Linked DNA regions of Mus musculus: all the other regions are linked to region 1. Evidence: chromatin contacts called from public Hi-C and promoter capture Hi-C data. All regions are on one chromosome and are shown on one strand. The core of a region is the stretch at or near the end of the contact, and the rest is flanking DNA. Distances in the headings are between cores, read along the strand shown. Region 1 holds the start of Pecam1 (platelet/endothelial cell adhesion molecule 1). Region 2 holds the start of Cd79b (CD79B antigen). Region 3 overlaps Ern1 (endoplasmic reticulum (ER) to nucleus signalling 1).

Evidence for each region. Hi-C and Micro-C count contacts between places; a contact is called where the count stands out from the background. Capture Hi-C pulls out chosen DNA fragments and counts their contacts.
Region 2: a contact with region 1 is called in a promoter capture Hi-C map of pancreatic islet. The contact joins the promoter of Cd79b here to the promoter of Pecam1 in region 1. A contact is called at or near these places in 7 of 39 promoter capture datasets (the SN4741 cell line, cranial neural crest, embryonic stem cells and 2 more), 1 of 484 Hi-C or Micro-C datasets (cerebellum) and 3 of 9 other capture datasets (liver, macrophages and pancreatic islet).
Region 3: a contact with region 1 is called in a Hi-C map of Th17 cells, with 2.5 times the contacts expected there. The contact joins the enhancer-like site here to the promoter of Pecam1 in region 1. A contact is called at or near these places in 4 of 39 promoter capture datasets (the 3T3-L1 cell line, the HPC-7 cell line, cranial neural crest and 1 more), 1 of 15 datasets of contacts at CTCF or cohesin (the NIH/3T3 cell line), 11 of 484 Hi-C or Micro-C datasets (B cells, CD4 T cells, CD8 T cells and 5 more), 3 of 115 datasets of contacts at active chromatin or transcription factors (all in embryonic stem cells) and 4 of 9 other capture datasets (adipose tissue, embryonic stem cells, liver and 1 more).

What each region holds. Positions count from the first base shown.
Region 1 is chr11:106,713,453-106,717,617 of GRCm38.p6, reverse strand. Pecam1 (platelet/endothelial cell adhesion molecule 1) reads left to right here and starts at 2,337. Exons shown (of 16, transcript NM_001305157.1): 1 at 2,337-2,599; 2 at 2,690-2,716. The coding sequence starts at 2,566.
Region 2 is chr11:106,312,309-106,316,473 of GRCm38.p6, reverse strand. Cd79b (CD79B antigen) reads left to right here and starts at 1,912. Exons shown (of 6, transcript NM_008339.3): 1 at 1,912-2,056; 2 at 2,763-2,813; 3 at 3,533-3,841; 4 at 4,034-4,152. The coding sequence starts at 1,990.
Region 3 is chr11:106,413,982-106,418,146 of GRCm38.p6, reverse strand. Ern1 (endoplasmic reticulum (ER) to nucleus signalling 1) reads left to right here. Exons shown (of 22, transcript NM_023913.2): 11 at 3,678-3,796. Among named protein-coding and RNA genes, the nearest start is that of Icam2, 33 kb to the right of the region's middle. Within about 2 kb of position 1,691, at least 33 of the 459 cell types and tissues checked have an H3K27ac peak or open chromatin away from gene starts, as enhancers often do. A contact at or near this core is called in CD8 T cells and Th17 cells, where this site is marked.

The DNA.
Region 1 (4,165 bases), core at 1,088-3,587:
GACTGTCCTTGAACCCAAAGAGATTGATCTATGTGCCTCTACCACCAGAACCCTGGAATTAAAGGTGTGTGCTGCCATCCCTGACTGTTGTGGTTTTGTTTGTTTTAAGGCAGGGTCTTCTGAACCTTGGTCTGTAAACCTAAACATGTAGCCATGAAAGACCTTTAACCTCTGACCCTCTTGCATCAGGCTTCCAAATAGGATTTGCAGACATGTGCCACCATACCTGACTTATGTGGTGATCAATGGTGGGCCAGCGCTCTACCAGAACTGCAGCCCTGGTCTCTGGCTAATGCTTTTCTATTTATTATTATGCTTTTTTCCCCCCAAGACAGAGCTTTTCCATGTAGCCCTGGCTGTCCTACAACTTGCTCTGTAGGCCAGACTGGCCTTGAACTCAGAAATCCACTGGCCTCTGACTCCTGAGTGTTATCATTAAAGACATCCGCCACTGGGAAGCTCTTTATTTTTATTTATGTGTACATGTGTGTGTGCATGATATCTGCCATGTGTGGTGATACTCTTAGAAGCTAGTAGGGGGCACTGGCTCCTCTGAGTTATAGGTAGTATGAGCAATCTGCTATGGGTGCTGGGAAGCCAGCTCTGGTCCTCAAAACTGGCAGAAATGCTCTAAGCACTGAGCCATCTCTCTAGCTCCCTGACTAATGCTTCTTGATCTACCAAAACCAATCACTTCCTCTGGCATCAAGGAGGTCTTGGTCTGTCTGAGGAGAATAAGCCATTGCTACATGCGGTAGGAAGGATCTGACAGGAAGAAGTCTGGGGAGGCAAAGGAACGTGGAGGAAGTCAGCTCAGTTTGAGAAAGAGTGGGGACATTTCTAGAGAAATTGATGAGTAAGGAGAAACTGAGTAACGATTAGTCAGAAAAGAAGAGAGGAAGGCGAGCAGCAATGAGAAAGGCATGTGATGCATTCTGGGAACTTAACACCTTAGCAACTAGAGCTCAGGGCGAAGAAGGAAGTGGTATGATTCCAAGGTAGAGGGGGAAGCAAGGGGGTGAGCAAGAACTGGGTAAGGGAGGCCTGGGGTCTGCCTTTTCCCAGAGAATGTTACAACCTTTCAAACATCAAAGGGAGAGAAACCAATTTATAGTCTAGAAAATTCCGTAGGAGGCAAGGCTAAACACACATCTGCAATCTCGGGTGTTTGTCTGTGATGGGAGGGTTGTGTTCAAAGGCATCTTGCCATTTAGCCATCCCCTGGGTCAGAATAAAGAAGGAAGGGATGAAGGGAGGGAAAAGGGAATGTTAGCCCGATGGTAGGGGAGGAGGGTGTCGGGAGGAGGGAGAAGGGGTGAGCTGGGGACTGGAGAGATGACTTGGCAATTAAGAGCAATCATGAGGACTGGATTTCAGGTCCCATCACCTCTGGAGAACGTGACAATCGCCTCTTCTGGCTTCCAAGCACACACAGGCACACAGACACTCCTCCCTCAAAATGTATTCATTCTCTCATGAACATGCATGAAAGGGGGACAGGACGGTTCACTGGAGAAAGGTGCCAGCTGTCGAGTCTGATGATCTAAGTTTGATCCTGGGACTCACATAATGGAAGGAGAGAATTTCTACACGTTGACCTCTGACACACCCCCCCCAATACATAGTGGTACACATGCATTCTACCCTACTTCCACATACACAAATAAATAAATGTTTAATAAGAAAGGTTGGGAATTGGCAGTGGGGAAAGTAGTGTGTACTACACACACATATATACCCACAGTCACAGACACACACATACACCCACAGTTCCACACAAACACATATACACCCAGTCACACACACACACAAACACACATACATACATACATACACAGTCACACACACACAAACACACACACAAACACACATACACAAACAGCCAAAGGGGCTCCTTTGGTGACTAAGCCGGTGATCAGGGACCACTGCAGCGGCTTAAGAAAATCCCTCTTTCTACTGAGCCACCAGTAGCGTTCCTCACAAGGACTGCATATTGTCGGAGAAGCTGGCCAGTGCAGGATAGGAGGCCCAGATTTACACTCTATGGATACAGCCCCCATAGGGAGCCCACAGGAAAGGCAAACAGGTCTTGCTAGGTATCCCACAAAAGCACTTTTGAGTGGAAATAAAACCTCCTTGTCCTGTCAGGAGAAGAAGTCCCCAAACCCAGATGAGGCTAGAAGCGCAAGAACTTTGAGGCAAATGCTACTTGTGGGTTTTTTTGGTTGTTGTTGTTGTTTTCTCCTCTTCTAGACAAAGCCATTGGGTTCAGTGGTCCCTCCGGAAGGCCAGTCATTTCCTGAGGAGATATCAGGCCAGCCCAGACCTCATTGTTCTTGGTTTCCAGCTATGGCCGCCATTACCTGACAAGTACCAGAGCTGGTCTCTGCGCGCCTGGAGAGGTTGTCAGAGTTGTTTCTGCTTTTCACACAGCAGGCTTCTGGTCTGTGGCAGGCAAGAGAATTCTGCCCCTGAGGCATGGCCGGAAGACAGAACTAGCTGAGTGCTTCAGTCTGCAGAAGTCTTTCAGGATTCAGCTGAGGTGGGCCTCAGTCGGCAGACAAGATGCTCCTGGCTCTGGGACTCACGCTGGTGCTCTGTGAGTTTCTAACCTGCTTCCTTCTTCCCTTCTTATGAGACTTGAATTCGTGAAATCAACAGATTGGCTTTCTTTTTCTTTCTCTTCCAGATGCAAGCCTCCAGGCTGAGGAAAACTGTAAGTCCTGGTATTTTCACATGGCTTCCTTCTTTGTGTCTTTTCTGAAATTAACTCATGTCAGACTGCTTAGGGTTGGTGTTTACAACAACTAAGAAAACTCTCAAAGCCTTGTTCTAAATCAAGGTTCAAAGAGTGTGTATTAGAGACAGCGGTGTAGGAGAAAATTGCTGAACACCAGTCTTACATCTTGGTGGGTTTCTGTTTGTTGGAATGGGAGAGATGGGTTTTTTTAAAAAAATTCCTTATATGTATATATGTATATATATGATTCCTTATATGTTTGTGGTCTTTCTGTCATAAGCTATTTCTTTTTACATCATACTATGCCTCTAATTGTTTACTTTCAAACTCTTCTCTTTATTCGCTTGGATTTAGAGTCTGTAATCCCAGTACTTGGAAAACAGACACAGAAAGATCAGTAGTGAAGTCCAGCTTCGGCTCCATAGGAGTTTGAGGGAGGCCTGAGCTACTACGTGAAACAGTACAAAACCGACTCCCAAAAAATAAAAACTTAAAAAAGTATTTTTTTTTCCTTTCACTTGTTTTAATTTACAAATGAGACTCAGTTGACTTGACAGACTATGGAGGCTGAAGGAGCAGACAGTAAATGGGTGTCAGGACTCCCTCTGTCCTAAGAGAGTAACAAAAAGGACCAGCCAGATCCCCTTTCCCTCCCACCGGGGAGGCTCCGCTCCTATCTGAGCTTGCTTGTGGGGAAGGGTTCTGCCTGTCTTTAAAGTCAGACCTATCATCCACTCGAGAGCTGATTCGGAACCTCCGAATTTTTCAGATTAAGAGGATCTGTCTCGCTCCGTCCATCAGAGACTCTGAAGGAAGAGGCTCAGCCCAGCCCAGGGATTGTGGGTCAGGAAGAAGGCCACAGATTACACTGGCTCAGTCAAAAGTTATTCCAGTGTGGGAAGACTAGGGATGCTGGGCTGCAGGCATTTTTGAGCTGAAGAACGTGACAGGGCTGAGTTGAGCCAGGGATGGAGCTGTGGCCCCAGGGTGGGGAGGGCTGTGGTCTGTGAGTCTGTGATTCCTTAGGCTTCTGGCTCCCTTGGCAACACCTGGAGACAGACTGTGTATTGTCTTCAAGTCATCCCCACTAAAGGGTGGGATGGGTGAGCCTCAGAAAGACATGACTCAGCCTAGAATGTCAGGGCTTGTCAGCACTACGGCCTCCGCTCCCTGGAACCCAGACATCTCTCTGGGGCTTGTGCTTGGCTTTACTTAGCTTGCTCTGGTTGGGGACTGGGGTCTCACACTGCTAAGGTAGTCTTGAACCCACTGTGTAGCCCGGGCTGCCTAGGGACTAACTCTAACTCCTCTTGCCTTAGCCTCCCCAATACTCCCCAGCCTGGTGTCACTCAGCCGGCTTGGCTTTGCTTCTTGGGACCTTTTTCCCCTGACTATAAAATGGAAACCACCCACAGACCTGGTGGC
Region 2 (4,165 bases), core at 663-3,162, 400 kb after region 1:
TGAGATACAAACTCAGGACAGGGGTAGGAGTGTCCAGATACCCTACCACACCTTCCAACTCTGCTGAAGGAAGAAGGGAACTGCTACTCTTCAAATTTGGGCTACTCTGCCAGCCACAGAGGCTGCCTATGGGCTGTGGGGACAGTGGGTGTCAACAGAGGCTACTGAAGACTCAATATCTGATCTGTCTTTCCTGGGGACTGGAAGACAAGAAAGAGAAAGAAGCTAGTAAGAGGTGGCTCAGAGGGGGTTAGGCTACAGGTTAGGATCTACATGACTGCCACAGGTAGCTGTGTCGATTTCACCTTGGACAAGGATATCACCCAAGGTTTTAAGAGTTGCAAAGACCCTGGGCAAGGACACAAAGCTAAGCTCGGATGAACCCCTGAATGCTCAGATGAATCCCTGAACGCTCTGGTCTCTCCTAAGGTCTTGCCAGCTGTCAAGGTAGGGCCAAAGAGCCTTCATTGCAGAAGCAGAGGGCTCGCCCATCTCAGCCCACATCCCCCTTCAAGCTCAGGACTCCTATACACAGCACTTCAATTATCTCAACATCCCACAGAATTCTCTGGAAAAGGCCCTTCAACCATGATGGTTAAGTGGTGGGTTTTCCCTAAGTGGTTTCTACTTAAGTCCAGCCCCTTTGGGAGCCCACAGCAAACTCTTTTTTTTTTTTTTTAAGATTTATTTATTTATTATATGTAAGTACACTGTGGCTGTCTTCAGACACACCAGAAGAGGGCGTCAGATCTCGTCATGGATGGTTGTGAACCACCATGTGGTTGCTGGGATTTGAACTCCGGACCTTTGGAAAAGAAGTCGGGTGCTCTTACCCACTGAACCATCTCACCAGCCCCACAGCAAACTCTTATACAAGAAGAAGAGGGCTGTGTTGAGGGCCTAGACTTCATTTTCTTCCTCCTCTTCCTCCTCCTCCTCTTTCTCTTCTTCCTCTTCTTCCTCCTCCTCTTCCTCCTCCTCCCCCCTTCCTCTTCCTCTTCCTCCTCCTTCTTTTTCCAAGACAGGATTTCCCTGTGTAGCCCTGCCTATCCTGAAACTCACTCTATAGACCAGACTGGCCTCAAACTCATAGAAATCCACCTGCCTCTGCCTCCCGAGTGCTAGGATTAAAGGCATGACTCACCACCACCCGACTCTGGGCTGTATTTTCTTCTATTTGTTGGCATACTTTTGCACAAGAACCTCTATGGCTCCCTTCCCACAGAGCCAACTTTTGACATGGCTTCCTGTACTCCAAGAAGTTCTACTCTGGACCTCTCCAGGAGCCTGGTGTGAGTATGTCTCCTGAATTGTCTGTCCTTGCTGTATCTCCTCCTAGAGTTAGATAAGGGTTGTCCAGGGCAGAGGAGTCAAGGTCAGATTCATTTAAGTAACAGTTCTCAACCGGTGGGTCATCACCATTAGAGAACACATATTTCCAATGGTCTTAGGAACTGAGACACCTCTCAGTAGCAAAATTACAGTTTTGAAGTAGCAACAAAAATTAATTTATGGTTGGGGGTTCCTAAGACCATCAGAAATGTGTGCAGTTGCCACCCACAGGTTGAAAACTGCTGATTGAGAAGGTTGGTGTGCATTTAGCTAAATTCCCCAGGCCCACTCTTCCAGAGCAAGGCAACCACAGGAGACCAGCTGACCTAAGAGATGACCCACAGTGGGACAGAGGGAGTTAGAAACACTGGCTGTCCCTAGAAGATTCAGGAGCAACCCCTTCCCAGGGGGTCTCTCAAGAACCCAAAGCTGTGCTACCCAGGCAGGACCACCCTTCGAGTCCTAGCAGACCAGCTGATGAAGCTGCCCTCCCATAGGGTCCCTGGAGGGATGGTGCCTCCCCTGGGTCTCAATTTGCATGGCAGGAAGGGGCCTAATGGGGAAGAGGCGGAGAGGAGACAAGCTGCAGCCCAGGCTGACATACAGTTACATGTTTCGCCCCCAAACCTCCTTGGGCTCAGAGACAGAGCAGTGACCATGGCCACACTGGTGCTGTCTTCCATGCCCTGCCACTGGCTGTTGTTCCTGCTGCTGCTCTTCTCAGGTATGACTTATGTGACAGACGATAGGCTCGCTGGCTTTGAGACAGGACCGTCAGTCGGCCGGTCGGCTCCATTCCCTGTCTCATTTCGGTCTCTCGGCTCAGCCTCTTGCATTTTGCTGTCTGCTTCTTGTCTGTCTCCCTCTAACTGTCCTGTGCCCAGTTTGTGGGTTTTAATGGTGGGCTCAGGGTCAAAGGTGTCCCAGCCCTTTCCAGCCTGGAGGGTATCAGGTTGAGCTTGGTACAAGGGGCTAATTAATCTCATGGGCAGCTATGACCTGGAAGAGTGTGTGTGTGTGTGTGTGTGTGTTGGGGCGGGGGGCTGCAGGAGGAAGAGGCCCTGAGGGTACTGCATAGAAAAGGCTCTTTCCCTATATCCTGGAATATAGTGTGTTCCAGGAATTGTCCTCTCTTTGCCGGAAAGACTGGGAGAGCCTTGCTGGTTGTGGATTCCCTCTCATTTCCACAGAAGCAACAGGCCAGCCTGATGATCAAAGGCAGCAGGGGGCCTGGGTATGGGATTTCCAGTACCCATACCTTATTTCTGCCTCTCCAGTACAGGGACGGGGGCGGGGGAGCTAAAGGGGCTTGAAGCTGTAGTCCCGGAAGGAGGAAGTAGCTCTGGGAATGTGGAGGGGTTATGGGTGGGGCAATCAATTGAGGGTAGAGAGGTCTGACCTAGCCCTGCCCACTTCCTTCCACCCTCCAGGTGAGCCGGTACCAGCAATGACAAGCAGTGACCTGCCACTGAATTTCCAAGGTTAGTTGCCTCAGCCACCACTTCTGGGACAAATGGGTCTGTTTAACACAGCCCTATCTCTGCCTGGAGCTCCCTGTCTAGAGCGCCCATATTTACACCTCCTCAAGGCCTCATTAAGGCTCCATTGCTGGACAGCTGTCGCTCTCATCAGACTAGTGTGCTCCAGCCCTGGCCACTGAAGGCCAGAACCAAGCAGAGGTTGGGGATCAGAGCAGGACAGTGCTAGAGGGGAGCCCACAAGGCCAAAGGCCTGGGTCTGTCTTATTAGAAACCCAACAAACCTCTCAGGCCCGAACTCTGAGAGGCATGGGTCCCTGAGAAGGGTAAGGGAGGTGGGCCTCGGGTGACAGGCTAAGGATTCGACCTTTATCACCCTGGGGATGGTGGGCAGACCTGGAGGATTTGGAGTGGGTGTAGGAAAGTGTAGAGGAAAGAGTTAAAAGTACCCAACCAGGTCAAAAGGCTGTCCTGCATGTGAGGCCATTCCAGTGAACATAAAAGCAATGGAAAGGTTCCAAAATTCTCCTTAATGAAAGACAACTGGACAGAGGTTAGATCAGGAAGAGGTGTACACCAGTGGCTTAGTATGAGGCCTCTCACAGACTTTACCTTCTCATACCTCTACTGACTGCCTCATGAACCTGATGCCCCAGACACGTGAGATAGGCTACAGGAAGACGCTAAGCCTGATTTTGAACCTTGCCCTGATATGTCCGCAGGAAGCCCTTGTTCCCAGATCTGGCAGCACCCGAGGTTTGCAGCCAAAAAGCGGAGCTCCATGGTGAAGTTTCACTGCTACACAAACCACTCAGGTGCACTGACCTGGTTCCGAAAGCGAGGGAGCCAGCAGCCCCAGGAACTGGTCTCAGAAGAGGGACGCATTGTGCAGACCCAGAATGGCTCTGTCTACACCCTCACTATCCAAAACATCCAGTACGAGGATAATGGTATCTACTTCTGCAAGCAGAAATGTGACAGCGCCAACCATAATGTCACCGACAGCTGTGGCACGGAACTTCTAGTCTTAGGTGTGTGCAAGGTAGATTGTGTAGCCATCCACACCCACTCCCCAGCTCAGCCTACCTACCAGGGGAAGTGGCTATGATTCTAGAGTCCCCAGGAGAGCTGCTAAGCAGTAGTTTCTGATGGTGTCCAAAGATCCACCATGTTTAACCTTCAACGCCAGTCTTATGCCCTGCCCTTCTCCCCTGCTCCCCCAGGATTCAGCACGTTGGACCAACTGAAGCGGCGGAACACACTGAAAGATGGCATTATCTTGATCCAGACCCTCCTCATCATCCTCTTCATCATTGTGCCCATCTTCCTGCTACTTGACAAGGTGCCCACAGGAG
Region 3 (4,165 bases), core at 442-2,941, 300 kb after region 1:
TGCACCCTGGCCTTATCTTTTTTTCTTCTTCCCATTGTTGTTGCCCTTACTATCCTTGACCCTGGGAGTGAATTAAAGGCCTGGTTACAAAGATAAGAGGTTGAGATTATACCCCAAGGCAGTGAGTATTGCAAACAAAGGCAGAAGTGAGGGTGATTGGGTCCCTGGCAAATATCCCAAGTAACTAGAGCAGGATGGATTTTCTTAAATCAGATCTTTCCTTCCTGTGCCCTATATATACTAACAATACACACCAATTCTGATGACCTAGCCTAAACGTGAGAGGTGGTCTGAGTCCCAGCAGACTAGGTAGATGTGGGTAGAGAAAAGAGTATGTGTGGGCACAGAAGGCAGCAGGACCTGCCAGGCAATGGGTCTGGACCAGTATATGAATACCTAAGAGAGTGCTGCAGGGGAACTGGGTGTGCTGGAGCTCCGATCAGTCTATTGGCAGGCCATTTGAAAGATCCTGTTCTTTGTGCCTTTTACTTCTTCATAGCTGTGTGTGTGTGTGTGTGTGTGTGTGTGTGTGTGTGTATTAAATCTTTAGAGAACACTGACTAATACATTCACTCTTCACACATTGCTATAGAAGTACAGCAACAGCCATAGTATAGTGTTATCACTAACTAGCAAGGGCTCATTAGAATTATACGGCTACTCGGTTTTATGTACCAATGAAGGGTCCATAAACTGCCTGGCAGTGGTTAAGAAGTAGCACAAAGGAAATGTGTATGAAGGTACTGAAAATGTGCCAGAGGAGTCTCCGTGGCAGAACTGGAAAATGAGATCCCTTTAAAATCCCTTTAAATGGTCAGAGTAAGACAACTAGGAAGCCTAACAAACTTCTAAGAGGGTAGCTAAGTAAGGGTCTCACAATTCTGAGGTCCCCTTTGAGGAACTCTGTAACTGCTCAGCTTAAAATAAGGCAGTGGGAATACATAACAATCTTCTCATAGACCAGGGCCACTGTTTATACCTGTTAATGTCAAGATAGGCCCTGTGGTTCTTGTGGAAGACTGCAAGATAGTCTACCTTCACATTCATCTTGAAAATAAAGTGGATCTAATTAAATCAGAAGGTGGGGTTTGTTCTGTTTTTTGCCCCCAGCAGTGACCCTGACCTGGTGTTCAACATCCCCTAGTGCTTTGTCAAATAGTCATGAAGGTGACCCAATGCAGTAAGCTGGCCCTGTACCAGCAGAGATAGGTCCTGCGTGTACAGTGGGATATTATTGAACATCCTTCTTCAGTGGGAGCCTGTTTATAAGGAAACTCAGTGACATCTCCAGCAGTCTATTGGTAGGCCTTACAGACATGTCCTCTCACAGTAGGACATCAGGGAATGAGGTAGACAGAACACTGTAATGCAGAGTGGCCCATGGAAGGACAGCTTCATTTTCCTGGCTGTTGATCATTTTTGTTGGTTGTCATCGGTAACCCATGGTTGCTTACATTCAGATACCAAGTCTGACGCAGAATTCTGACATAGGCAGCCACATGTGAGAAAAGCATGCATGCCCCTTTGTAGAGCAAAGCATGCCTCAGCAGGCCATGGTATGCATGAGAAAATTTGTGATGGTTCAGAACAAAAGTAGGTTTTCCTGAACGAACCATGTCACACTATAAGTGACAAAAGCCTGGTAAGATTGAGGTCAGATGAGGGATTAAAGAGGGACTTTCCAGATCAAGAGGTGCAAGCTCTGGCTAGTTCCTGTCAGGCTTTATCTTGGTACACACTGAGTTGAGGTCAGCCAGGCTACACAGAGAAACCTTGTCACAAAAAAAAAACAAACTGAAAAGCTAAGTATAGGAAGGCAGAAACGGGAGGATCCAGGATTCACTGGCCAGCCAATCTAGTTGAAACACTCAGCTCCAATTTCAGTGAGAGACTGTCTCTTTAAATAATAGTAAGATAGAGAAGCAACTGAGGAAGATACCTCAGGCTAACCTGTGATCTACACACAGCCACAAAGAAGAACAGTACAGAGGAAAAGGCCTGAATCAAGCTAAGAGCTCATCCAGTGATCAGAACAGAAAGAAGGGAAACTGCTGGGGCTTTTCAAGCCCGGTTTCTTTTATTGCACACATAGACAATGGAATGGAAGTGTGCTGAATGTCAGGCGGTCATGAACTAGTATGTACAGGACAGCAGCAAGTGAGTGGGCACCACTCTTCCTGTCCAGCCAGCACCTACTTCTCTCATTCTCTCAGCTACTCACCACTCCTTAGATGGAAGCTCAGGTGTAGCTTGGAGAAGGACTAGAACTCTGCCTGAACACTGGAAATGTGCAGAAGGGACCTCGGTAGCCTAACTAGACTGATGCTACTAGAAAAAGCAATGAAAGAACTTGTTGAACTTTGAAGCATCACACTGCTTCCTGAGTTGAATACATGCACCCTCACAAGTTATTTTACTTGTAAAAAAACAAAAACAAGGGCTGGTGAGATGACTCAGTGGGTAAGAGCACCCGACTGCTCTTCCGAAGGTCCAGAGTTCAAATCCCAGCAACCACATGGTGGCTCACAACCATCTGTAACGAGATCTGACGCCCTCTTCTGGAGTGTCTGAAGACAGCTACAGTGTACTTACATATAATAAATAAATCTTTAAAAAATGACTCTTAATTAAAAAAAAGACACACATATAAATGGTAACTTGGACCTTAGGAAGCTGATGAGATCAAGGAATTGTGAAATCATGTTTAAATTGTGGTCAAAATTCAAAATTTAAAAAAACAAAAAAACAAAAAACAAAACAAAACAGAATACTGGGCCAGAGAAGTGGCTCAATGGTTAAGAGCACAAACTGCTTTTGCATAGGACCCAAGTTTGGTTCCAGCACCCAAGTTTGGTTCCAGCACCCATGTTAAGTGGCTTACAACCACCTGTAATTCCAGCTCCAGGGGGAATCTGTCACCTATCTTGAGCACTGCACATACCCACACACTGGCATGTAATTAATAATAAGAAGAGTAAACTATTTTTAAAAAGCAGAAGACTGCATTCTGCTGTCAATTAATAAATCTTGTTTTATTTTAAAACTTGTATTTCACATGTGTGTGCAGGTGTATGTTTGCATTTGTGTGGAGACTAGAGGACACCTTCAGTTGTCATTCCTCTGTTGCTTTTTGAAAAAGTCTCTCATCGGTATTCAGTGATTAGGTTAGGCTAGCTATGGGACAAGTTCCAGAGCTCACCCTGTTTCCATCTCCCCACTGGATTACACACACTTGACCGGCTTTTCTCATATGGGTTCTGGGGATTGAGCAGGGTCCTCCTGCTTTCACAAGCACTTTACTGACTGAACTGTCTCCCCAGCCCTAACATTTCTACTGGGGGACAGGGAGTGTTTTTGAGGTATTTGTTTGTTTCGAGACAGGGTTGCACTATGTAGCTCTGGCTGTCCTGGAACTCCCTTTGTGAACCAGGCTGGTCTTGAATGCACAGGGCTGTTACACAGAGAAACCCTGTCTTGAAAAACCAAACAACCAACCAAAAAATACTCTGTTTGCACACTAATTCTCTAGCAGCTCTATTTACCTTTTTCTCGTTGTGTAGCTATGAGTTTGCATTGTAGGAAAGACTCCCTCAGAGGGTAGAGAGCTGTAAAATTTTGTGTTGAGAGCTACCACTCCCTGGAGACTGTTCTCATTAAAGGTTTGTTTCCTCTTGTAGGACACCATGAAACTCCTCTGTCTGCATCCACCAAGATGCTGGAGAGATTTCCTAACAACCTGCCCAAACATCGAGAAAATGTGATTCCTGCTGATTCAGAAAAAAGGAGCTTTGAGGAAGTGAGTGGGAAGTGAACCAGTGACTCCAGCTTCTCCTCACAGCTGTTAGGGAGCTGGGTCAGGGCCTACCCCAGATCTTCTCAGAGAACCAGAGTGGAAAGGGCCTCTAAGCAGAAGCTGGGAGCTTTAGTCAAGAGCCCTCAGAGCCCTCAGACTTACTGTCTTGCCTCCATCTTCTGGTGCGTCCTATTGCCTTCCTGGTCAGATATCAGAGTGTTGGAGACTTTTTTCCTGGCTTGCATGGGCAGCAAAGGGGACTTGGAGGTTTCTGAAGGCCTTGGTAAGCCAGTAATTCAGGCCTGAACTCCAGACTGGCCTCAAACTCACAAATCTACTTACCCTCTGTCTCCTAAATTCTGGGATTAAAGT